Linked DNA regions of Sus scrofa: region 1 is linked to region 2. A link is a contact called in public HiChIP or PLAC-seq data. All regions are on one chromosome and are shown on one strand. The core of a region is the stretch at or near the end of the contact, and the rest is flanking DNA. Distances in the headings are between cores, read along the strand shown. Region 1 has its middle 40 kb from the start of PALMD. Region 2 holds the start of PALMD (palmdelphin).

Region 1 (5,349 bases), core at 262-2,761, 39 kb after region 2:
TAATATGGCTTGATGACTACATAGCATGTGATAACCTGTATCAGGTTCTGGAATAGAGAAAGAACATTAATGAGAAAATTTATTGAAATCTGAAAAAAGTCTGGGTTTGCTTCATAATAATGTACTGATGCTGGCTTCTTAGTTTTGAGAAATGTATCATGGTCAGATGATGACATAGGGCAAACTGAAACTGGATATGGCCATGCCAGAACTCTCTACTGTCTTTGAAGCTTTTCTGTTGCAAAAAAATTTTTTTAGAAAGGGTTTATTTAGAAAAATAGCATGATGTTAAGGCAGAACATCCTTAACTTTTCTGTTGCAAAATTATTTTTTTAAAATAGGGTTTATTTAAAAAAAAACAGCCTTGTTGAAAATTTTACTTTATTAGATGGTTATTTAATTAATTTATTCAACAAATAGCTACTGAAACCTACAATCTTTAGACAGTGAAATAACAATGATGAACGAGTCAGGTGTTGTTCCTGTCCTCCCTGAGTTTACAGTTTAGGGTGGATAAAGACAGTGGGCAAGTTCAAATATAATTTGATAGCATTTTGAGAAAGTGCCAAAGACTTAAACAATATTTTTAACTCCTATATTGAAGTTAATTAAGTATGGCATGCTATTTAGATACTGGAACATAGAAAACATATTAGTCCAAAAATAATACTCCTATTGAATATTTTTCATATGGGATAATCCCTAAACTCTGAATGATCTGTCAGGTATTTTAAAAGTTTTTTTTATATAAGATAAATTTAGGGATATTCTTTAGTTAAGTATACTTTGTTCATCAAAGAATTACGCCTTTACCAGGTGGAGAGCTGTTTCTCTTTTTCATATACAAAAGGAACAGTTAGAAGATATATTCTTAGAAATATCATTCAATTTAAAAAAAGTCAGTCAGGTTTGTCAAATATGTGGCATTTCCTTGGCTGTTTATTAAATAAGTAAAGATTTACTTGTTGATCACATGAAAATAAACATCATTATATTTTCTTTTTATCATCAAGATTCCTACTTATTCTGTTTATTTCAAGTAAAAAAATGTATCCCAAAGAAGAAAGATAGTCTTATGGTGAAAAAGGAAAAAAAAACCCACCCTATTTTCCCTTTGGCAGGCAGCATACCTCAAAAAAAAAAAAAAAAAAAAAAAAAGAGAGAGAGAGAGAGAGACATTTTGTTCTCTACTTAAGAAGGCTGAACCTTGAAACACAGCCCTGAAATCACAGACTGTACTCTTGCCAAGCATAGCCAGCCCACCTTAGCTCTCAGAAACCTCAGGAATGGGTATTTTAAAAGGAAATACTTTTTGTGGATTGTGATTTCTCACTGCACAGAAATCCATCTGAGTTTGAAAGATCTTGTGAGGTTAAAGCTAACACCTGTTTGGAAATGCTGAATGACAGAAATCCATGTCTCTTTTGCCGGGATGTAACTTACCAAGGATTTATAGTCCACGGCTGCACCTGTAGGCAGCTTGTCTGAGGGCCCAAACATGTGTGCACTTCAAGCAGAAAGGTTGGAGGGGCGAAGGTGAAACCGTATGCTTGAACATGACACACGCTCCTTTAGCTACAGGCAGAGAAGTTTCAGAACCAGAGGCTGGAATTGAAAGGAGGAATAAGATGCCACAAGGCAGGAGTTTCCAAGAATGCACTGGGGATGGAGGGGGGTGGGGCAGTGGCCAGATTTCCTCTGAAGGAAAAAGAGACAGTAGAAAAGGAATTTCTAGTGAGGTAGGGGAGACAGAAAACCCAAACCCAAACCCAAACCAAAACAAACGAGGCTGCTTTTAGTGGGAAAAAAAAAAAAAAAAAAAAACCCTGTCATATACCAACCTTTTTAAAATTACTCCTTTGCTGAATTATTTTGTTTGTCTCTTTTTTACCTTCCTGTCACTAATTTCTCCCTCCTTGAGTTTATTCTGCAAACTACTTTCTGAACGATCTTCCTAAGACATCTTAGGGATGATATAAGTAAACTTCATGGTCCAAAACGTTCAATGACATATCATTGTCCCAGGAAAAAATCGAAATCAATTTTCATTTTCAAGTCTTTTTTTTTTTTTTTTTTGGTTTTCAAGTCGTTAGATCATTAGCCAAATCACAAAACGTTTCTGTGTATTGTTTTATTCATTTGTAAAAATGACATTGCCTTCTATGAATTTACAGATTATCTCCGTAGCCAAGACCAGATGTATACCTAATTAGGAATTTTTAAAAATGGTTCAAAAGTAGTATTTTGCTATATACTATCTATCTAAACATCAGTATTCTAGTAGTAGTAGTAGTTTTTAACTTAGGGTGAATGTAAATATGGGATATGAATTATTTCTGTTTCCAATGTTACAATGATTTACTACACAAGTGCTTTTAATTTTAGTTTCTTTGGTTGAAACACGCTAAATAAATAAATAAAGTAGCCAAAGCAAAAGAACTCATCACACTTTAACTATTTATTGGGACTTAGACCAATCCTGGAAGTATTAAAAAATGAGAATATTTTTTGGTGTCTGCTATAGATTTTCGGGAGGTTTAGTAAATAATTGGTTTAATTTAATCTCTTAATCTTCAGAAATCTCTTGAGTAAACTCTTCATCTTCTGCTTTCAGTATGGTTAATTATAAAACAATTTGGTGCTAATGAGATTTTTGCTTCCTTACTCTGTTTACCAGCATAACTCCAACATCCTCATATTGATAGGAAATGTGTGGAAACATCATGTCTTTCTTTTCTTTTTAATCTTGATTCTGGAAGTCCTGGTAGAATAGTTAAGGAGGTCTCCTAACAGTCAACAGGGGAAGTCTTTTTTTTTCTCTTTTGGTTTTGATGGTACACAAATGAACTCGTTTCCTCCACTGGGCTGGGAATTCAGAAAAAGGAACTTGGAAATATGAACATTCCTCTTCTTCCTGACTCTTTAAGTTTCATAGAAAACTTTTTCCATTACGTGATTTTCACCGAGCGGCAAATGGAGGTAGGGTTATCCCCGCATGTTTGTTAAGGTAGAAAAAACAACATAGAATCACTGATCACTTAGATAACAAACAAGGTAAACACCGCTGTTTACAGAAATGGTGTAATTCTGAGGCAGAGTTTTTCTTTATTTATTTAGTCTTTCTAGGTCCACACCCATGGCATATGGAGGGTTCTAGGCTAGGGGTCCCATCAGAGCGGTAGCTGCTGGCTTACACCACAGGCACAGCCAACTCCAGATCCCAGCGGTGTCTGCCACCTACAGCACAGCTCCTGGCAAGGCTGGATCCTCCACCAACTGGGTGAGGCCAGGGATCAAACCTGCGTCCTCATGGATGGCAGTCAGATTCGTTCCTGCTGAGCCACAAGAGGAACTCCCTGAGGCAGCGTTTTAAGTTTATCTCAAGCTGCCATTGAAAGAAGGGCGTCGATCTTTACCAGGTGCTTCACACAGTGTCAGGCACCATGGGGAGCATTTTCCCTTACGCTGCCTGTCATTCCTTCTTACTCCAGTTCAGCGGCTGGGTGGTTCTGCAACCCAAATTCTTAGAGATGAGGAAAACTTAGGGAGTTTTAATACCATGTTCAGGGTCACACATCTACTAAATTGCAGGGCTTAGATCTGAAAGCCTTTTGTTTGACGCAAACTGATATAATTTCCACCATACCACACCTCTTCATTGGAGTTTTTATATTTTTCAAAGTCCAGGTTCTTGGCTTATGGGACAAGCCTGGTAATCTTGATCAGTCTTGCAAGAATGAAGGGGCTAAAGAATTACTAATTGTTGGGAGTTCCCATTGTGGTGCATCGGAAACGAATCCGACTAGTATCCATGAGGATACAGGTTCTATCCCTGGCCTCGCTCAGTGGGTTAAGGATCTGGCGTTGCCATGAGCTGTGCTGTAGGTCACAGGTGGGGTTTGGATCCCGCGTTGCTGTGGCTGTGGTGTAGGCCGGCAGTTGTAGCTCTGATTTGACCCCGAGTATGCCACAAGATTTACTCATTGAAAAGTACTCTGGTACTTGTGGAGAACATGTATTAACTGAAAGAAAAAAATCATGATATTTTATAGTTATTTTCTCAGATTATTTTTGGTTCAAACCCTAGATGAAGCTATCCCTACTCCCTGTTTAATAGCATGAATGAATGGAAAATGAACAAGAATTTCCAAGAATTTCCTCACACAGTTAAGTCATCCTTCCTTGCTGCTAACTCCTCTTAAGTGTTTAGGTTCATGGAGACACAAAGATCAGACTGATGTCTTATTAAGTTCTTCTTTGGATAAGAATATGTAAGATTCAAAAGGGAAAGATGCTATAAAACTCTATAAAGACCATCTCTGGGATTTATAGCCCTGCTTTAGAAGAGTACATCCCTTGGATATAAAAAGAAGAAAAAGGAGCATACACAACTATATATGTAATAGGGCTGCAATTTTGTAATGTATAAAACAAAAAATACATCTACATAGAGGAAAGACCTGAAATAAATATGCCCAAATGTGAGCTACTAGTCACCTGTTGGTGAAGAGCTCGTAGGACCATTTCATTAACTTTTTCTTTCTTTTCATTTCCTAGTTTTTAAAAAAGAAACATATATTTCCTCCATAGTCAGAATGCCATGAATTTTCACCCATGTTTTTAAAAGACATGTTCTTTTGAAAGCAGCTCTGATGGAGTGTGAGGGTGAGAATATCCTCAAATGGAAACAATTTTGTTTGTGAGGGAATTCAGCTTTAAAATGGAAGCAAGGTATTTGTCTCTCTGATTCCATGGCAACCAGAGGAAAACTGCAAAGTCCAACAATGGTATAAAAATGTGCCTCAAGAGTGGGTAAGAAGGAGGCAACCTTGGACCTCTTTTTTTTTTTTTTTTTCCACTTCCCCTAGAACAGAAGGCTGCATTGTGTTTTTCTAGCTGACTCTCTTGCTTTCCAGCTAGGCTGCTGTGATAGGAAAGAGCAAACAATAATAATAACCTTTTCCTCGTGAAGTTTCGAGCCTCTTCAAAAAATTGTGTGCTTTCTCTATGGAGAAAAGCTTAGTTTCTTTTGAATTAGTCTCTCTGCTTCTCCTCCCCTTGACATCTTCAAGTTCAGTCACTTTTATGATAAAGTTTCTCCATACCTTTCCCTCTCAGAATTCCCCTTGGCTCTTTGAAACCGCAGGGCTAGATTGATCTTTCCTCTGTGGTCACTGTTTTCTTCATCCGCGAGGGTTCCTTCTACGAATGCTCGCTCTTTCTGAGACCTCAATCCTCAATACATGACTCTTGGTCTCCAAGGACTTGGCTGTCTAATACTATCTATTGTCTTTGGAAAGAAAATTTTTTTTTAATTTTAGTTTTATTCTTCAGGTCAGTCAAATTCCT
Region 2 (4,978 bases), core at 1,206-3,705:
AACAAAATTTAATGTAGAAATCCAATAGATCTTAGAATGTAAAAAGTTTTTTTTTTTTTTTTCCCCCAATAACGTGAAATCTCTGTGTCGTTATGTTTGCTTACCTTGGGCAGTTGCCTTATGATTTTATTCTTGACCTATATAAAGATTGTTTCCGTGTAGGGAAATAGGAGGAAAAGACTTAAAGTGAGAATATCATCTGTGAGTTTCAGTCAAGGTCAGAAATGTTGAGGGTTTTAAGTACTTCCCAAAGTGAAACAATTCCTGAAGCTCTCTCGACACAACGTGCTTTCGTTTTCCCAGGAGAAGGGGAACAGCTGAGGGGGCTTCCTGGGTAGGGCAAGGGTGGAGAAAGCTGGCATTTCCCTGGGGGTCAGGGGCGGAGAGGAGTGGATGTGTTGTTTCCATGGACACACCGCTGCTCCATTTTTCCCCTTTAGGTCGTGACAAATGTGACTGGATTTAATCTGGGAGGTGTAGGTTAGTGGACATTTGTTCCCATGAACTTTTCTCCATTTTGTCTCTACCATCTTAATACACATATCTTACTTCCAACATAGAACTGCTTTGTGGTCTTACTTTGGAGATGTGCTGAATTCTTTCTAATGGACTATGTTTAGGCCAAGGAAGTAATCCAAAGAATAGTAGTTGTTGTTATTTAAAATATCCAAAGCACATGCCAGTATATTTAGGAACCTGGTTACCCACTGGGCGGCCTGTAAGGCTTTGTGACTCTTGTTCTAGCTCTGTTTGCCTTTGGAACCTTCAATGAAAATTCCTAACTTTCCTGAGTAACTGGATGCAGTCATACCTCTGGAACATGTACGGCTTCAGTACGAGTTGTAAGGTGCACCCAGGGTGGGAAGGGCTAAAACAAGGGTGTGCTATGCTTCAAAAAGGAAAATGTGGCACAAGGGGCTCCTTGTGAATTTCACTGGATACATGATTTAATTTGGTTAATTAGGAGGTAGAAGCGTCAGGAAAAGCGGAGCTTGAGCCCACACTCACACAATCTAATAAAGTAACCTTTAGAACAACAGCTGTAATGTAAGGGACCCAAGCCAAAAACAACAGAGCAGGGCCCAGTTCCTGTCCCTTAAAGCAGGACAGCTGAAGCGGTGGCTGAGTTTAACAACAAAAGAGAACAAAGCAAAACAAACAATAATCCAAACCAAGGTTTTCTGAAGAAGGGAAAATGTACTAATTAGAAGTTAGACATTTCCAAAGCACTGTCTTATGGAAGAGTGCCAACTTTATCTGTGGACTTTTGGTTCCTAACCACTGGCTGAGAAAAGGTTTCAGCTTACTGAGTCCTTTCTGGGAGACATTGATGGTGTCCATTAAAAAAAAAAAAATTCAAAATTGAGCTTAGCTTAATAATAACTTATGCTCTGGGAATTTGAAGAACAAAGAATAATATTTTTCTACCCACGCTGATTTTGCATCAGTTTTTAAAAAGTACTCTTGACAGCTAAGTCAGTGGCAAAAAAATGCTGAAAAACAGGGATGTGGATTTCCTAAGTATTTTTTCCTTAAAGAAGTTATAAGTTGTAGCTAATGACAAATGATTGTGCCAGAGATTTTCAGGTTACTGCCAAAGAGAGGATTTTGTAAAATAAAATTAAAAAAAAAAAAAAAAAAAAGCTGGATCATTTAAGGAAAGTAATTCATTTCATACTTTGACTCTTTCCCAGAACAAACATAAAAAATGCACTATTCTCCTTCCCGGTATTAACGAAATATTTTCCAAATCCATTGCATTGCATGCATTGCATTCCTTTATCAGGATCTTATTCAGTTTGTGACTCTGCTGGAAACTGATATCTTAGAATTAATTTGATATGTGCTTTTACCTTCTTTTCTCCTGTTTAACGCTCAGCTTAAGTACAACATTCACTTTTTAATTCTGTTAGGCTTTCTGGAACACGCTACCACAACTACAAATAAAAAGTTTCAGTTGTTTGTTTTATTTCTTTTTCGCTCCCCTTTTTAAAATATTTTAACTTTTTTGGCGCTTTAATTGTTTAAAATGTTTCCAAGTTGGGCATCTGCTTTTTGATCTAACGCTTGTCAAATATAAACTTCAGGAAAGACTGCGTTTTTCAGGTTGACCAAACGGGCATTAAAGCTCCTGATTGCTATTTAAAACATAGGCACCGTTTTTGTGAAAATGAAGAACATTTGCCCTGTACTCAGTTTCGGAAGCCCAAGAGTTACAGAGGGTCACCAGGGTTAAGAGAGCGGCAGACACACGTCCATGAAAGGTGACAGTTCTGTTTTTCCACTTACGGGGCTCCGTGGTGGGGGCAGCTAGCAAACGTGTCTGCCTTTCCTGTAAGCAACCACCTCCATGAGTTATAAGTGTATGCAGACTTACTGTGATGGCCTGGAGTCTCTCCTTCACCAGCTCCGCTTCTTCCATTCTAGAAGTCAAGGACAGGCAGCTAGCGAGGGACGTCCAGAACTACCATACAGCAGGAGCCTCCTTGGGGAGAGGAGTGGAGGTGACAGAGGAGGAGCAGGGAGAAATCCGCTCTTGCACCGGGGGAGGAAGCAGAAATCCCCGACTCGGCAGGAGCGTCTCTGAGCAGATGTACAGATCAGGCCAGACAGACACATGTAATGAGGGTGTGTGTGCTGGGGAGGCAGACGCTGCGGCTGCTGGCAAGGGCTGACTGACAAGTTTGAACGGCAGCGGCACAAGCCCTTTTCCTTCAGGAGCTGCCAGCTCTTTGTTGTAATGTGCACAGTTAGCAAGGCACATTTTCTTATTAACTGTTCCTTACCCAATTCCTTCGTTTCTAGGAGGCGCACAGGGAGCCCACTCGCTGAGCGTTTAATCAGCCTCTGCTCTAGCTGCTCACAACTATCTCTGCGTGTGTGGGTCTGTGTGTTTGTCCAGGGTTGTTCACATGCTGTCTCCTCCAGGTGCAAAGACAGAGTCTTACCTGGACTGGGCGAGTCACTTGCTCACCTTTCCTCCTTTGATTGCTTTTTGAAAATAATACAAACTTCTAATTCTTAGAATTTAATGTAGTGGTAAATTTACATCAGGCCGTCCTTGCCTCTCCCTCCCCCTCCCCTTCAGCAGTTTATTCTAAGCTCTGGAGTCCTTAGGTCATGGAGACATCTAAGGCATTAATGGAACTCTGGTAAGAACTTGGTTCCCTGGCCGTGTTCAGTGTGGTTTAAACGTCAGGTGCCACCCTCTGTTATTTCTCGTCCTGGGTTTTTATAGAATGCAGTTCTTTCTTGGACCTTTCTCAGCAATGACACTCAGGAAGGTGCCCACTTTGACCTCCCCAGTTATGCAAGAGAGAAGAGTGAGCCTTTGAAAGTGTGATGAGACGTTCTGGAGCTCATGAGTCCCACACCTCCTGAGTATTCCCTGGCCCTTTAGAAAAAGGAAGTCAAGCCCAGTTGAATTCTTCGGTCAAAGCAGAGGCTGGGAAGCTTTATGGCCGACTTTGTCTATTTTCTTTCCCCTGCCATTTCTTGGATGAAATTTTGATGTCATAAATCCTAATTACCATCTACCTCATCGTATATGTTTGGATGCTATCAAGGACCTTCATATCAACATTCAGTTGAAGAGGTTAAAAGGACAACCCAAGCCTTGAACAGGTGGTCTAATTTCCTTTGCATAATGGGTATCAGTCCTAAAAATAGCTCGTATTCGTTAGTTTTGTCTATAGGCACATGCTTTGCATCTGATTTATCTTTCAAGGTGCTGGTAGATAGGTGCTATTAGCCCAATTTAAAAAATGAGGAAACTGAGGCTCAGAGAAGTAATTTGCCACATGGCAAATAAGTAGCAAAGCCAGGGTCGCAACCTGGACTGCCTGACTTTCTAATAGTCGTTCCTCAGTTCTGCCTAAGAAACAGGGCAGGGCAAAACAGGCTGAAGGGTACATCGGTCTTTATGAGAAAGAGTTGGGTCTCCTGCTTTCTCCTCTGTTTAGCTCCTAGAACACTCACAGCTGACGTAAACCCCTTCCTTGGAATCTGTCGGGTATTAACTCTGGGCACCCTTAGTGGCCCTAGAAAACATGAGAAGATATCTCCCCATACTGTCATTTAAAGCCACCCCACTGTAGAACCCTAAAGGGACACCCACCATTTCAAGAGTCTGAAGTCATACCTGAGAGTAATTTGTCTTTACTCATACATCCTCAAAAGGCATGAGGGAGACTAGAGAACAGGAGAATTGGCCCCTATGAGCCAAGTTTGGTTGCTGTTGAATGGATATTTTTTTGCCTAAAATAATCAAACCTCAAAAGTGTTCGATTTTGTTGATCTGCAGATCCTGGCCGAAATTAAGGCCAAGAGGGTGGTCATGATAAATACCTCACTCAGAATTGCACATGTGCTGCTCAGAACAGACGGCAGTCATCTGATTACTAATCTGGATCTTTTCCTAAAAACAATTTCTCTCTCAACTCTCATTTCAGCTGTGGGAGAGCTCAAGTGTTTTCTAGGTTAAGGGGAGGACTAGATTAAATGAGAGAATCGGGGAACGTAGGCGGGAGCAGAATTGTGACCATTGATTGGGATCATCACGCATTCATTTATTTAGTTGGCCGAGTGCTCATATTTTAAAGCACTCAGTCTATTCTGCATTTATTTGTTGAGCACCTATGATGTGTTAGATATTGTGCTTAGCTATTTGAGATATGTGGATAAACAAAATTCCTGCTCTGCTGGAACTTAGATTCTAGTAGGCAGTAAAAATAAATATAATAAACGAGAAAAAATAGGAGGCGAGAAGATGATTATGTTAGTGTGAGTCTCTTTGAGAAACACGTGCCAAGATGGATTAAATGTGTTTGATTTTATTAGGAGAATGACAATGTAAGAGAAAAGGGGGAAGTAGGCTGAAATGGCTGGAGCTGGGACGGTCTGGGAGAGTGCTCAGGCCATGGTGCAGATCTGACTGGAGTGAAGGTGAGAGGGAGAGAAAGCTGGTGGAGACAGCCCA

Evidence for each region. HiChIP or PLAC-seq counts read pairs in DNA pulled down with a chosen protein or histone mark.
Region 1: a contact with region 2 is called in an H3K27ac HiChIP or PLAC-seq map of skeletal muscle. The contact joins the enhancer-like site here to the promoter of PALMD in region 2. A contact is called at or near these places in 1 of 5 promoter capture datasets (liver), 7 of 47 Hi-C or Micro-C datasets (heart right ventricle, liver, retroperitoneal adipose tissue and 2 more) and 1 of 2 datasets of contacts at active chromatin or transcription factors (skeletal muscle).

The regions. Positions count from the first base shown.
Region 1 is chr4:118,465,315-118,470,663 of Sscrofa11.1, forward strand. No RefSeq gene overlaps it. Among named protein-coding and RNA genes, the nearest start is that of PALMD, 40 kb to the left of the region's middle. Within about 2 kb of position 1,512, at least 1 of the 83 cell types and tissues checked has an H3K27ac peak or open chromatin away from gene starts, as enhancers often do. A contact at or near this core is called in skeletal muscle, where this site is marked.
Region 2 is chr4:118,425,345-118,430,322 of Sscrofa11.1, forward strand. PALMD (palmdelphin) reads right to left here and starts at 2,456. Exons shown (of 9, transcript NM_001038645.2): 1 at 2,378-2,456. The coding sequence starts at 2,422.